Regions from separate parts of the Triticum aestivum genome. Here region 2 is linked to region 1. A link is a contact called in public Hi-C data. All regions are on one chromosome and are shown on one strand. Each heading gives the region's core, a stretch centred on a gene start, on an enhancer-like site or on the middle of the called end of the contact. The rest is flanking DNA. Distances are from core to core; before and after follow the strand shown. Region 1 has its middle 13 kb from the start of LOC123119286. Region 2 has its middle 15 kb from the start of LOC123119287.

Region 1 (5,452 bases), core at 1,628-4,127:
GCGGGAGCCGCTCGCCTCTCTTAGTCCTTTTTCCAGCGCCTTCGGATTTTACTGTTCACCCAAGCTCATTTGAGCTCGAGCTAAAAAACACCATGTCCCTATGCTTGGTACTTCATTGAAGACCCCACAAGTATAGGGGATCGAAACAGTCTTTGAGGGAAGTATTTCACCCAAATTTATTGATTCGACACAAGGGGAGCCAAAGAATATTTATAAGCCTTAGCAGTTCAGTTGTCAATTCAACCACACCTGTGAATCACTTGCAGCAGTTTATTAGTAGCACAATAATATGATAGCAATGATAGCAATAGTAACGGTACAAGTAGCACTTTTGTAGCAAGTAGAGTAACTTGAGCAAAGGCAATTGTATTAAAGCGTAGGCATGGAGTAGCGATGGATGTTTAGATGAGATTCAGCATGTAACTGCCACAACCTAGAGCGATACATGACACGTCTCCAATGTATCTATAATTTTTGATTGCTTCATGCTATTATAATATACCAAGGGGGCTTGATAATTTTCATGTGAAGCAGGATAGCAGTGTTTAAACAAAATCAAGTGCAACACTTGGAGGTAACATTTGGCGTTTGACTTGTTTTTTTTTTTTTGCACAGTTCAAAATGCTTAAGCTTTCCCCTAAAATTGCAGGTAGCATTTGAGTGTCACAATGAACACATTCATGTTTTTTCAAATTCTTTTGACATTTGCAAAAAGCATTTTTGGTGCGCGGGAGCATATACTCCCAAGAGCCGAATTGGATTTCCGGTGCTTTTGTAGAATAATTTGTTAAGTTTCCTTGTTTTGTTTCATGATATGGCAAGTTTACTTCTAATGCATGGCCATTTTGTGGAAGTTCATGTATGACATTTTCTGGTATTATAAGCGTTTTGTTCCAAAAGACATCCAACCAATTGGTTGTTTGTAGTTCTCTTGTGATTGCAGCGACACTGCCGTCAACAGTATTATCATTATTTGGGACACAAGATTCTCTAATTTCTGTCACATGATTTTTTGTATAATTTTGCCTTCATTGTTTAGACATGTATATAATTTTTACTAAAATTAGGCCATGGATGGTATCCATGTATTGTAACTATGGCAAGTTTATATGTTTGCCGATGGCAACTTTTTATATGTTTTTAGCTATTTTCTCTAGTTGGGCGCAAAATTCCAAGTTTTTAGGCCTGCTAGTGTGTCCCAGTGAAAATTGAGCTTTTTGTGGGGCAAAACTAGCACGATCACGTTGATGGGCTGGGGTTTAGATCCGACGTTTCGTTCAGTCGTAAAATTTGACGCTTGGTCGGAACTGGAGTCAAAATTAAATGCATACTTAAATTAAGGGCGCTGGCGAGGTTGAATAGTTGACTAGAAGCTGATTTCGTGGAATCTCAAGGCTCTAAATAAAAAAGATACCCGGATGCATGGTTATGCATATGAATATGAAGTGAAAAGATGGAAGTCGAATCTGCCGTAAGCTTGCGCCATTGACGTACTCTCGATTTATTTAGTTTTTTTTAAGTGGAAAGGTTCATCCCTGAATTATTTCTACCTTTTTTTTGCTTTGGAGAGAAATGGTAGACTGGCTCTCGATTACATCATCAGCGAGACTCGTGGTGGAGGACGCAGGAGCATAGAAAAAGTAGTAGTACGTAGTACGACCTTAGAAGAATTATTAGCTTTTGAAATATTATTAGTAGCTTTGGAGAAACATGCATGATGAGATGTTGGACTGCACCATGGCTAAGCCGCACTACTACATGCACATTTTACATGAAGAAAAAGGCTTTGCTTATCCTTGGGCCCTGCGATTTCGATAAGGCCTAGACCGAGATCGATCTACAGCCTCAGCTAGTACTAGTACGGAGAGCGGTAGTACTAGTGCTGTAGCAGCAGCAGCATCAGCGCAAGCAAGAGGGACGGACAGCTCTGGTTTTGCTCTCTTGTGATGATGATTGCCATCCGTGACCGCGAGAAGCTCCAACTTCCAAGGCGGGCCTGCACTGGGAGGGCGTTTTCGGTGGAACCCATGGGCATGGTGGTGCAGGGTTATTTTCACAGCCGCAAGCTTTCTATCCTGGCCTTTGGAGATCGGGGAGCCAGCCACATGTTTTCTTTCTTTCTTGTCTGACAGATATATAGATGCAGTAATAAACTGTCCATCTCTTTGGTCTCTTTCGTTCTTTGTACGTCTTGTTGGACTCATGTGTTGCGTGACGAGCAGCCGCCTGCCTCTGCCTCTGCCTGCATGATTGTTACGTAGTGGCATTGTTTTTTGAAACGCCAGCATCAGGATGCAGATGAATGATTCATGAGGTGCAGTCAGTCGTAGCATTAGTGTTGCACACTCATCAGCAACTCGCACTCTATCGCTTGCCCTTTTGTGGCTCCGATGGGCACGTAGCATTCTGTGCTGGACTGGGGTGCGTAGGAAATTAATGGCTGTGGGCGGGCGGCTCTGTTTTGTTAATTGGAGTTTTTGTTCCGGTGAGCGAGCGAGCGTACGAGCCGGGGAGGGGCAGGTCCAATTAAAAGGCTTTGTTCGTAGCGGCCAAAGGGAGAGAAGGGCACGTCTCCCTCTCTCTCCTCGCATTCATATTCATGCGCGACCAAGCTTTGTTCAAAAACAAAAACCCAAAAAACAGACCAAGCCGGATAGATATGTGCACGGTGGGGTTGGGGATGCGTCTCTCTTGATATGTGCCGGGCCTCGTGCTTTGTCGGGTCAAAATTAAGTCAGCCGGCGGCCGTGCGGTTGGCGGACGGAAACGGGGAATGTAAAACGAGATGCATGTGTGCCCTTTCCCTCCCAATCCCCATGCACCTCCCTTGGCCAAGGGAAGGGAAGGGAGAGGAACCTACAAGGCTTGTCCTCGACCGATCTCGGCTCCACGCCGGACGGATGGTGCAGCAGCAGCAGTACGTTTGGGTAGGCTCCACGCTCGTGTACCGGCCACGTGGGAGAGGCAGCTACGGTTTTGTCGCCAAGGACCATGCACTCACTGCACCATACGACTTCTTTTTTTTTTTTGCGGGAAACGACCATACGTCCTTTTTACATCGAAATGAAAAGCACCAACCATGTTGATGTTGGTTGATGGTCAAAGAAAGAAACCGCACGTAGGAGTAGAAATGAAACCGCCAAAATTGAAGCAGAGACGGCAGGATAACATTAAACAAATCGTATGCAACGCCGAACAAGGCGGTATGGCAACCATACGTACGTACGTACTCGCGTCATTTGTTGCGTATACATGCATGCGGTTCATCCTTGGTTCGTCCGTTTCTGCAGAAACCCCGTTATTTGCTGCGTGTATGGACGGACGGCTTGCCGACCGATGGGTTCATGCACGTAGGTGTCATCTCACAGCTTTAATTGTTTCTACTAGGTGCTGTATGTACGTTCCACGTCGACGCCACGTCGTCACCATACCGTGCCCGTGCAGCGGTGCTGCATGGGCCGCCCGGCCGCCCGGATCAATTATTACCTTTTCTTTTTGTCTTTTTTGTCATATTATTGATCGATAGATCTTATTTCCTCCGTGATAATATAGTGGTGCAGCTCGCTGATCGCGATGGACCAAGCTTCAAGCACCTGTACGTACGCAACGAGCTATAGAATACAAGCAGGGTGCCAAATTGAACACCGGCACCGTCACAAATTCTTGTCAAGTTTTTTCTTCTCTCGACTGTTTGCGCTTCCACGCCCCGCGGCGTCAGCGTCAGCGTCAGCGCCAACGAACGCCACGCTGCGCCTTACATAGTGCGGTTACTACTCCTAGCTACGTCCTACGTAGGAGCCGGCTAGTAGCAGCGAAAAGAGAGGATTGCTCGCCGCACAGATTGCGGCCTTGACGCTAGCATTTGCGCGCCAAGTCGTTGGCTAGCAGTACGTGGATCTCATCTGCCTGCCTCTCGAGTCTCGACTCCCGCAACCGCAGCTCGCTCACTTAGCTACTTCTGTTTTCTCTCTGTTGTGAGTTGGAACCTAGCTAATTCTGTTGGGACACACATACATGGGGAGTGCCCCGCGCGGCCGTGATTGCTAGGGTAGAGACTAGAGAGTGAGCGTCGAGCGTGGAAATCTGCTGGCCTCCTCAAGGGCGATTTCACCCCTTTCCTGAGAGGGCTAGCAGGATGGGCTAGAGCGAGTAGTTAGTTAGTTTTTGGCGGCGTACGGGCGTGGAGTTCTGGCATGTAACAGCAACTCCAACCGGCCGACTCAAATGGACGGTGATTTTGTCCGGTTTTTTGTCTGTTTGGATCGGGCCGACGAACGCCCATGTCCGTTTTCGCGTTTAGGTCGGCGCTTGCGCCCAACGCTGGCCCAACCCGTTTTTTAGTTGGCGCGAAACAAATACTGCAAATATTTTGTAAATAAAAGACGTTAATTAAACATTAGCCACAATGGCCGGCGAGAGTCCACTTTGCATTAAGTAAAAACATTAAACAAACCTAAAAACTAGGAGGAGGCGCGCTGCCCTAGGCGTTCTCGTCGTCGTCATCGGTGCCGTGAGGTCGATGAGCATCGGCGCCGGGCTAGCCTAGGGGAACGCCGTCTCCCAGGCTGTGGCGACATCCTCCGCCGCTGGCCGTACCACCGCCGGCTGCTCTGCCGCACCGCGGGCATGGCGATCCTCCTCCTCCGCCTCGCGGCGCTGCTCATTCGCGTCGCGCTCCAGTTGCTCGAGCCGCTCGCCCTCACGGTGCTCCTCCGCCAGCCTGCGCTCCCGCCATTGCTCCCGGTAGATCTGCTCTTGCGCCGGTGTCGCCCCAAACCAGACGGGGGTGTGCTGACCCACTCGCGCATGTACCCATGCCATGTGTAGTGCTCGGTCTTGACGGGGGTCGGCGGCAGTTCGGTCTTGATGGGGGACGGCGGCATCAGCGGCGGCACAACGCAGTCGCCAGCAGCGGAGAGCGCCATGGCCTCCGACAGCCGCGCCTGCTACGCTGCCTCCTCCTCCTCTTCGCTTTCACGGAGGGCAGCCGCCAGCGCCGCCTGGTAGGCAGCCTCCGCCTCCTGGTCCGCGTTGCGAACGGCGGGGTGCCAGCCTCCACGTCGCGGACGCCGCACCGACTCTGCTCCTCGTGCTCCAACGCGAACCAGACCTCCCAATAGGTAGAGTCTGATGCGTAGGCGAGGTTGAGGCGTTGCTCCGGCATCAGCTGCCGCCGCCGGCGCCGCACCTCCTCCGCGTGCGCACGCGCTAACCGCGGCACCGTCGGCACTGGGATCCTCTCTGGATCCAAGTGCCAATCGTGTGGCAGCGTGACGTCGGGGTAGGGAAGGGGACGCGGTGCTCCAAGTGCCACTTCGCCTGGTGCACTGGGACGCTAATACGCTGGCGTGACCGGCGGGGAGACAATGACGGAGGCAAGGGGAGCGCGCAAAGGGCCGGCAGGGGCCTTGCCCTTGTTCTTGCCGGAGAAGAAACCCATGGTGGCTATGTT
Region 2 (7,514 bases), core at 1,982-4,481, 91 kb before region 1:
CAGCGAACATTTTTGACAAAAAAACCAGCGAGGCTGAGCGAGCGCATTAATAAGAGAGCGAGCAAAAAAAACAGCAAGGCTAAGCGAGCCCTTTACTGAGAGTGAGAAACTAAAAGTCAGCAAGGCTGAGGAAGCGTCGTAACGTTTACGTGGCCAAGGCCCACGCGAGCGCCCTATGCGCTGCGGCGCCAATGGTGCATAAGGTGCCGAAGACCGGGAGCAACTAACGAAAGAGTACTCATTCGGGAGCCCCCGCAAGGGTCACCTGGGGTGGGATGAGAGTGTGCCACTTGGCGCTCTCTTAGCTGCGCCACGTTTCGCGCTCTGGACGCTCCCTTCGATCTTTGATTTTTTACTTCTACACGCGTTTTTGGCTTTTTAGATGGTTTTTCTCAGGGTTTTTTGGCTTTTTGGTTTTCCTTCATTCTTTCTTAGGTTTTGAAAAAAACTCAAAAGATAAATTTTGCGCAAAAAAACTCGTTTATTTCCTTTCGCGAGAGGCACAGTTGTGCCTCTTGGAAACGGAAAAGAACGCATTTTTTTCTTCCGCGAGAGGCACACATTTACTTATCATGGAGGCACACATTTACTTAGGCACGGATTTTCTTCTGAGAAGGAAAAAAATGTGCTTCCGATTTGTTTTTTTCTCGTGAAGAAATAGTTTGTGAAAATCTATCAACATGGGATCTAGTTTTGAAGATCTCGGCGTGAGGAATCCAACCGTGAAAATGGTTTGAAATTTTGATACATGGGTTAAGAGATAAAACATTTTTAATAAACGAATCTACGGAGAGAAAAAAAGAAAACTAACAGGTTACGACAAGTGGCGCACATGCAATACACTACTTGTCACAACCTATGGAGGTGTAAGTGACCTTTTTGCAAAGAGTACTCCTTAATTAATGATTTCACCGAAGAGGAGCTCTCGACCTACCCTGGGAGCACCTATGCAATGCCTTCAGTGCCCAATTGCACGCTGACGCTCGCGTGCTTACGCGGGCCATGGCCCAATAATAGTTCGCTTTTGGTTGTTTACCCGTGTGGCCATTTTTCCTTTCTAGCTCACTAAAGCCAGGTCACTTTCCGTAAAAAAAACAGCCAGTTGAGTTGCAGGCATTGACCACTGATTGTTGACTTTTCTCAAAAAAGGTTGTGAAGTTTTAAAAAAAATTGAAGAATTCAAAAAATGGTTTAATAGTTTAAAAGGTCCATGGATTTGAAAATTGTTCACGAAAATGAAAAAAGTTTATGATTTGAAAAAGAATTACAAAATTGAAAAAAATCAAGGCTTGGAAATGTTCATAATTTGAAAACAAAATCATAAAAATGAAAAATATTTATAATTTTAAATAATTTACACAATGTGAAAAGTTTCATAACTTGAAAAAGTTCATAATTTTGGAAAAAATGATGAATTTGAAAAAATCATCACTTTAAAAAGTTCACAATTTTAAAAAGTCCATGAAATGAAAAAAGTTTACAAATTCAAAAAAAGCTCACAAAATTTAGCAAAAATTCACGACTTGGAAAATGGTCGTAATTTGAAAAAATATCACAAAAATGAAAGACTTCACAAATTAGAAAAAAAACAAAATTGTAAAAAGAAGTCCATGAATTTGAAAAAGTTCATGAAATTTGAAAATTATTTTCAAATTGGAAAAAGGTTACACATTTGACATAAATAAAGAAGAAAAAAGATAAAAACGTAAAACAAAAATAAAAAGAAAGCGAAAAAAAGAAAACAGAAAAGGAGAGAAAACCGAGCAAAACCCATGCTAGAAAAAGCAGAAAGAAAACCCTGCAGATTCTTCATGGGAAGGATCCCAAAAACTAGTGAAAGAAAATCCTACATGGGCTCAATTTGGTACGAAGTGTTGTGGAGGTGTGTGTGCCATGCAAGAGAAAGAGAATGGCTATAAGTGGCGCTTAAGGGGGCAAATAGGATTTGGGGAAATAGGAGCCACCGTCCATGAGGCTGTGTCATGCTGGGCCGGTCCCCAATTTTCAGTGAAAGTCGCGTCCACACATTCTAGACACAAAATTCAGTTTGTTTGCCAGTGTTGTGATGACGAAAAAGTTAGTTGTATCTTGTCTGTTTGTCCTTTTCGACAACTGGGCTGTTGTAGATAGATGATATAACTGCATGCACGTCTAGACTTTGTACACATTAAAACTAGCTTCAAATCACAAGACCGAGTCCTGAAAAACGGATCACACATCCACAGAGATGTTTCAGCGATGTGGTGTGGATGTAGATGTCAGAAAGAAAGGCAGCACACTCGACGTGATGGGTGGATCGCTCTGGAAGATGAGGTTGAATGAATTATTGGGGAAGAGAGGAGGAAGTGCGACGAGAGCGATGTGGTTTTAAATCCGTGACTTTCTCTCGCGGTTCCATTGAATCTATCCGAATGTCCACTCAAGTCATTTCGTTTTCTTTTATAGCTGTATGCATTGTTGGATCTCTCCAGCACCAGCAGTTGAGTTTCTAATCACTTGTGACCAACTGTGGCACCAAGTGCAGTGCTGACAGTGATTTTCTTTTTGTGGGGGACAGTGGCCTTATGTCTGGTAGCTGCAACACGCTGGAACATACATACATGATTCACTTGATAAGCAAAGCAAAGTTAAGTGCAGACTGCAGACATTGTAGTACAGGAGCATCAGACACTTGTACCGCAGCGCAGAGGTCAAATACTATCATGTAGTACAAGATGGATCATGGCCATACACATGTTGCTGTACCGAAATGAACGAACGACCGGACGTCTGAAGCTGATGGCAACAAACAGGCGTGCCATATATGCTCCCTGGCAAGCAGATTCGGAGGCTTCACTTTCTCCACTTATTAACTTGCCATGAATGATCAAGTCCTAACCCCACTACCAGTGGCCGGCCTTTCGGGTATCGATCCACTAGGCTGCTGGTTTCACGCACAACCTCCGATTGGCTGCCTACAAGCATCCAGGATATATAAATATAAATTAGTATGGAAATTCGGTTAAAATTATGCATGTGTCAGCGACGCAAAGCCAAAGCAGCAGTGCTGCAATAAGATACTCCCTCGGTAAACAAAGCGTGGTGTCAGGCATCGCCGGGGCCCAAGAGTTGAGTTTGACAAGCCGCCGCCGCCGGAAAGGTCGCCGGTTCCTGGCCATCCTGGAAGGTGGTTCTGTCTGCTGCGCTAGCTAGGAGTAGGACCAACCATGGTCGTCGCTGATGGTAACACCGCAGCACGCGGACGCACGGGCGTAAGCAGTGAGCCGTGCACGCAACATCGTGCCTTCTCTGCAGACTACAACATCTCGCTCGTTGATCAAGTCGTGGCGTTCTAGGCCCAACGTCAAAAATGCATAATGGTATAGTAGTAAAATCTTGCCATCAGTTCCTGATCTTGCTTTGCTTCTGGACTAAGACTCCTCAAGACAGCTAGGAAGAAGGGAGCAGGCTCACAAAACCGAGTGCTCCGATCGGGCCAAAACCCCGGCAGGATCTCTTTCTAAAAGGTCCTTTTGCGAATTGTTAAGGCAGGGAGAAGAAAGAAAGGAAGGTCCGTCCCATTCCCGTCCGTCGTGGCCGCCAGTCATGGATCGGAGGCCGGTGGTTCAGGTTCGCTATCGCCGCCTACACGGCTCCATGTCAGCCGTGCGCCTCTTTCAGGTGTAAAGTCGCCACCTACCACTTCTTGTTCTGGAATATGCATGCACGCCCATCCATCTCAAGATTCATCTCTGAAAGGATCTCCTACCAAAACTTCCAGCCTGTGTCCACCTCCAAACTCTTTCTCATTCTCCTCGTTCGTCCCCGCGTCTTCTATTTTTCATTCGGGAAATAGATACGTACATCTTACCTGCTGCTTCATCTCTATGACCCCTCTAGTGCTTGGTTAGGTGAGACTTGGGTTAGTATATACCTGTTTCAGAAAGAAGAAGAAGAAGAAGAAGAAGAAGAAGAAGAAGAAGAAGAAGAGAACTAGACGGTTTCTTGCTAGAGAGCATTTTCAACAAGTGAGACAGCGATGCTTCTAACAAGGACTCGGTATTTTCCAATCCGGTCAAATAAAAACCGGATAGGAGGATAGTCACGGACAGCAATGCCAAGGATCATCCCACAAATAGTAAAACGTCACTAAATTGCCGGCACTGTGACCCCCTCCAGGAACAGTCAACTCCGAATAGTATGAAACTCCGCTAGAATTGCTGCTCTAACCGGTACAGACGTATACACAGAAAAACCGTCATACAAAATTTCAGCTCCACCTCCACTCCAAGCATTTCTGCTACAGTAGTAATCTGAAACAGAGTTCCTACTCAGACATCGTGATCGACCAATTAATCATCCCGACGTTACACGCACGGCCTATTGTTCAGGGTGTCCTCAACATCACGAACGATTCTGAAAGCCAAATCACGGAAAATTACACTAGCTAGTGGAAATATTCTGCGCATGCTGAAGACAGAGGAAACATTTGTGGCGTGCAAGGCGTCTGCGACAGGGATGCCACGTACGGGTCTTCTTCTAGCAGATTGCGAGGTTTCGGCTTTTTACGGAGGCAGAGAATTGCGAGTGATCATCGCTTTAGTTAGTAGTAGTACTTATAGTACAAATAAAAGCTGGTACAGAGAGCTAAGTATGTGCATTTGGGAGGGACCAGCAGGTTAAGTATATGGCAAATCATTCTGGCCGATGTCCCTACGCACCAAAACTCTTCCTCTTTCTTCTTCTTCTCCTTGACAGCTAGTAGTAGACCAGCACAGGTCCAAAATCATGTGATCTCAGCGTTTGGTCAGCTGTAGCTTTTCATCCTGTACTGGTACTCTACTCACTTGGGAGTCATATTTTTGAGGGGGTGCTGTTTGGCGCGCCACGGCTAGGAGATAGCTCCGGCTGAATCAAAAGGAAGTCATCATGAAACTCAATCATGAAAGTTGTGAGAGATTTGTTTCAATCAGAAAGTTCCATTTGCTACGGCTACTCTCTTGCTCCATTTTCCATTTCCATGCAAGACAGTATCATGAGACACGTGAACTTTGGCCTAGTTCCAACTTCCAACGCACATTTTTCATGATCCCAAACTAGTACTAGCTGGTTCTTGGACTGGACGGCCACGGAGCCCCGGAAAAGGCGTGTGCCAACTAACAGTCATGGAGCGAACCTAGCAGTCGTTAGACCATGCCAAACCGCTAATACCTTGGATGATGATGATGATGCTATTGTCCTCGTTGTATATTCTTCTTCTTCTCTTTTTCCGTTGGTTGCTATGAGCACCTAGAGCCCAACTTGGCAAATGTGACCCCTATACAATGCGCAAACCCAGTCGCGGGTAGTAACCAGTCATGCCTAATTTTTCTTCGCTGCATTCAACTATCTCATCTTAGATACCTAAAGTCCATACATAGCATGCAAAATAAAATCTATGTACTACATAGGTAATCTAAGCTAGCCTACAGTACTCGTCGTCGTCAAAGATGCCAACGACCTCCATGCCGGCAATGCCGGACGGCCCCGCCTCTGGGTGGATGGCCTCCTGTCGCATCTCCGGCTCCTCGTCGGACACTATCTCGGCGAAGATTTCACCGAACTCCGTGCCCCGCTGGCAGAGGAAGCGGCGGTTGGCCTCCACCTCGGCCTTCGACTGGATGGAGTCAAGGATGGCCTACTGCTCCGCAGCCTCCTCCGCATGGGCCACCTCGTACTCCGCCATGGCTACGCTCGCAGTTGGAGGCGCCGGATCCGCTTCGCCTGCGTCGTCGTCGTCCTCCTCCTCCTCCTCCGGCTCCGCATCCTCCATGGCGGCGTCCTGCTTTGCCTCGACCTCTGCCTTCGCCTCCTCCTCGCCCGACTCCGGAGGCAGGCCGATTGTGATCCGAGCTTCGTGCCACGCCTGAATCTCCTCAAGCAGCTCAAGGCGCCGCTTCCAATGTGAGCATGGTGTATGTCGTCGCCTTCTGTCGGGCCATGGCTATCGGCAGACGGCGAGCGAATACAGGGTGACAAGACGGAGAGGAGGGAGATGAGGGAAATGGATGCGGCTACGCTTGGGGATCACCGTCCGGCTTAAATAGCCGGACTTTGGCCCTCGAACGGTGAGCCGGAGCGGTGCCACGAGGCGGCATGAATACGTCCACACCTATGCCGGAGGAGAAGCCCGTCAAACTGATGGGTTTTCGCGTGGGAGCCCGCTGTTAACCCAACATGGCGGACCCGCCTGGCACGCCCAGCCACCCCATATATGTTTCAAATTTGGGTTGGATATGAGAGCTACGGGTCACTCCTAGTGTAGGAGCGACATGAGGAGCCCATCCATCTCAGTTTTTCTTACCGGTCGGGCGGTTGTGGATGCTCGGAATGGCGCCGATGGAGCATGTGGTGGTTGGCATGATGCAAGCCGCGGAAAGTGAAGAAAAAGAATTAATTTCATGATGCATCTAATAATATTAATTTCATATTGTGAATCTTAATATTTTTTCTATAAACTTAGTCAAAGTTGATAAAGTTTGACTTCGACCAAATTTTATATACGGGCTAAAAAGAAACGGAGAGAGTACATATATACACGAGAGTGTCCAATTTCCCTGGGTGTGACAGTGAGAGTAACCACATGTGAAAAATCAAGGGGAGCGCAGAAAAAGAAGACGGATAGGTGAAATTGGAAAGAAACTTGCACCCATTCCATCCCAGGAAACATGCATGGTGCCCGAGCCTATTGCGCCAACCACTCGCTGTGCACCAAGACGCAGACCCAGACCCATTCAGCGCCAGTGACGAGCAGAGACCAGGGGCTCCCCGAGCGAGGAGACCAGGGGCTCCCACCCTGCCCGTCCCAGCGCCCCCTCCCCTTCTCCTCCTCCCGCCGCCGCCGGCCTAGGCCTCTGGGCCTTGCTCGTGTGGTGTCGGCGGCGGCGGCCTTGTTCTCCCCTCCCCCCCCCCCCCCCCCCCCCCCGCGCAGCGCCACGGCTCGGGCGGCTGGCGGCGGTGCACTTCGGCGGCAGCGGATCCGGCGGCGGCGTGGTCCCTTGGGTGGCGTGGTGCCGGGTGGCGAGGCGGCGGCGGCGTGGCTGCTTGGCGATGGGGCCCAAAAGGGCCCCGATCTGGGTCTGGGCGGGCCTGGCCGGGGCTTCTCGGCATCGTCCCTGGCAGACGGCGGGGCGACTCGTGCGGGGGGTCGCGGCGACGGCAGCTCGTGTACTGCAGCGCGGCGACGGGGCTTCACGAGCCCGCTTCCGGCTCGGCCGGCCCTATCTGGGCCTTCGGCGCGGGGGCGAAACATAGTTTCGGGGGGGGGGGAGCTGGAGCCGGCACGAGCGCCGGTCGTGGCCATGGGCCACTTCTCCGCCTCCCCTTTCCCTTGGTTGATTGGTCGCGGGTGCCTGGTTTGCCCCTGTTGCTACGTCCGGCCGGTTCCTGCCACGGGCAGTGGAGGTTGTCCCCTCCCGCGTGGCTGCTGTTGCTGCCGCTCCTCGTGTTGGGGAACGTAGTAATTTTAAAAAAAATCCTACGCACACGCAAGCTCA

What was found. A called contact is a pair of places that touch in the nucleus more often than the background predicts.
Region 2: a Hi-C map of root shows a contact between it and region 1, with 5 times the contacts expected there. The contact joins two enhancer-like sites. A contact is called at or near these places in 5 of 5 Hi-C or Micro-C datasets (leaf, root and an unstated tissue) and 1 of 1 datasets of contacts at active chromatin or transcription factors (leaf).

Annotation. Positions count from the first base shown.
Region 1 is chr5D:40,410,571-40,416,022 of IWGSC CS RefSeq v2.1, reverse strand. No RefSeq gene overlaps it. Among protein-coding and RNA genes, the nearest start is that of LOC123119286, 13 kb to the right of the region's middle. Within about 2 kb of position 2,877, at least 4 of the 8 cell types and tissues checked have an H3K27ac peak or open chromatin away from gene starts, as enhancers often do. A contact at or near this core is called in leaf and root, where this site is marked.
Region 2 is chr5D:40,500,153-40,507,666 of IWGSC CS RefSeq v2.1, reverse strand. No RefSeq gene overlaps it. Among protein-coding and RNA genes, the nearest start is that of LOC123119287, 15 kb to the right of the region's middle. Within about 2 kb of position 3,231, at least 3 of the 8 cell types and tissues checked have an H3K27ac peak or open chromatin away from gene starts, as enhancers often do. A contact at or near this core is called in leaf and root, where this site is marked.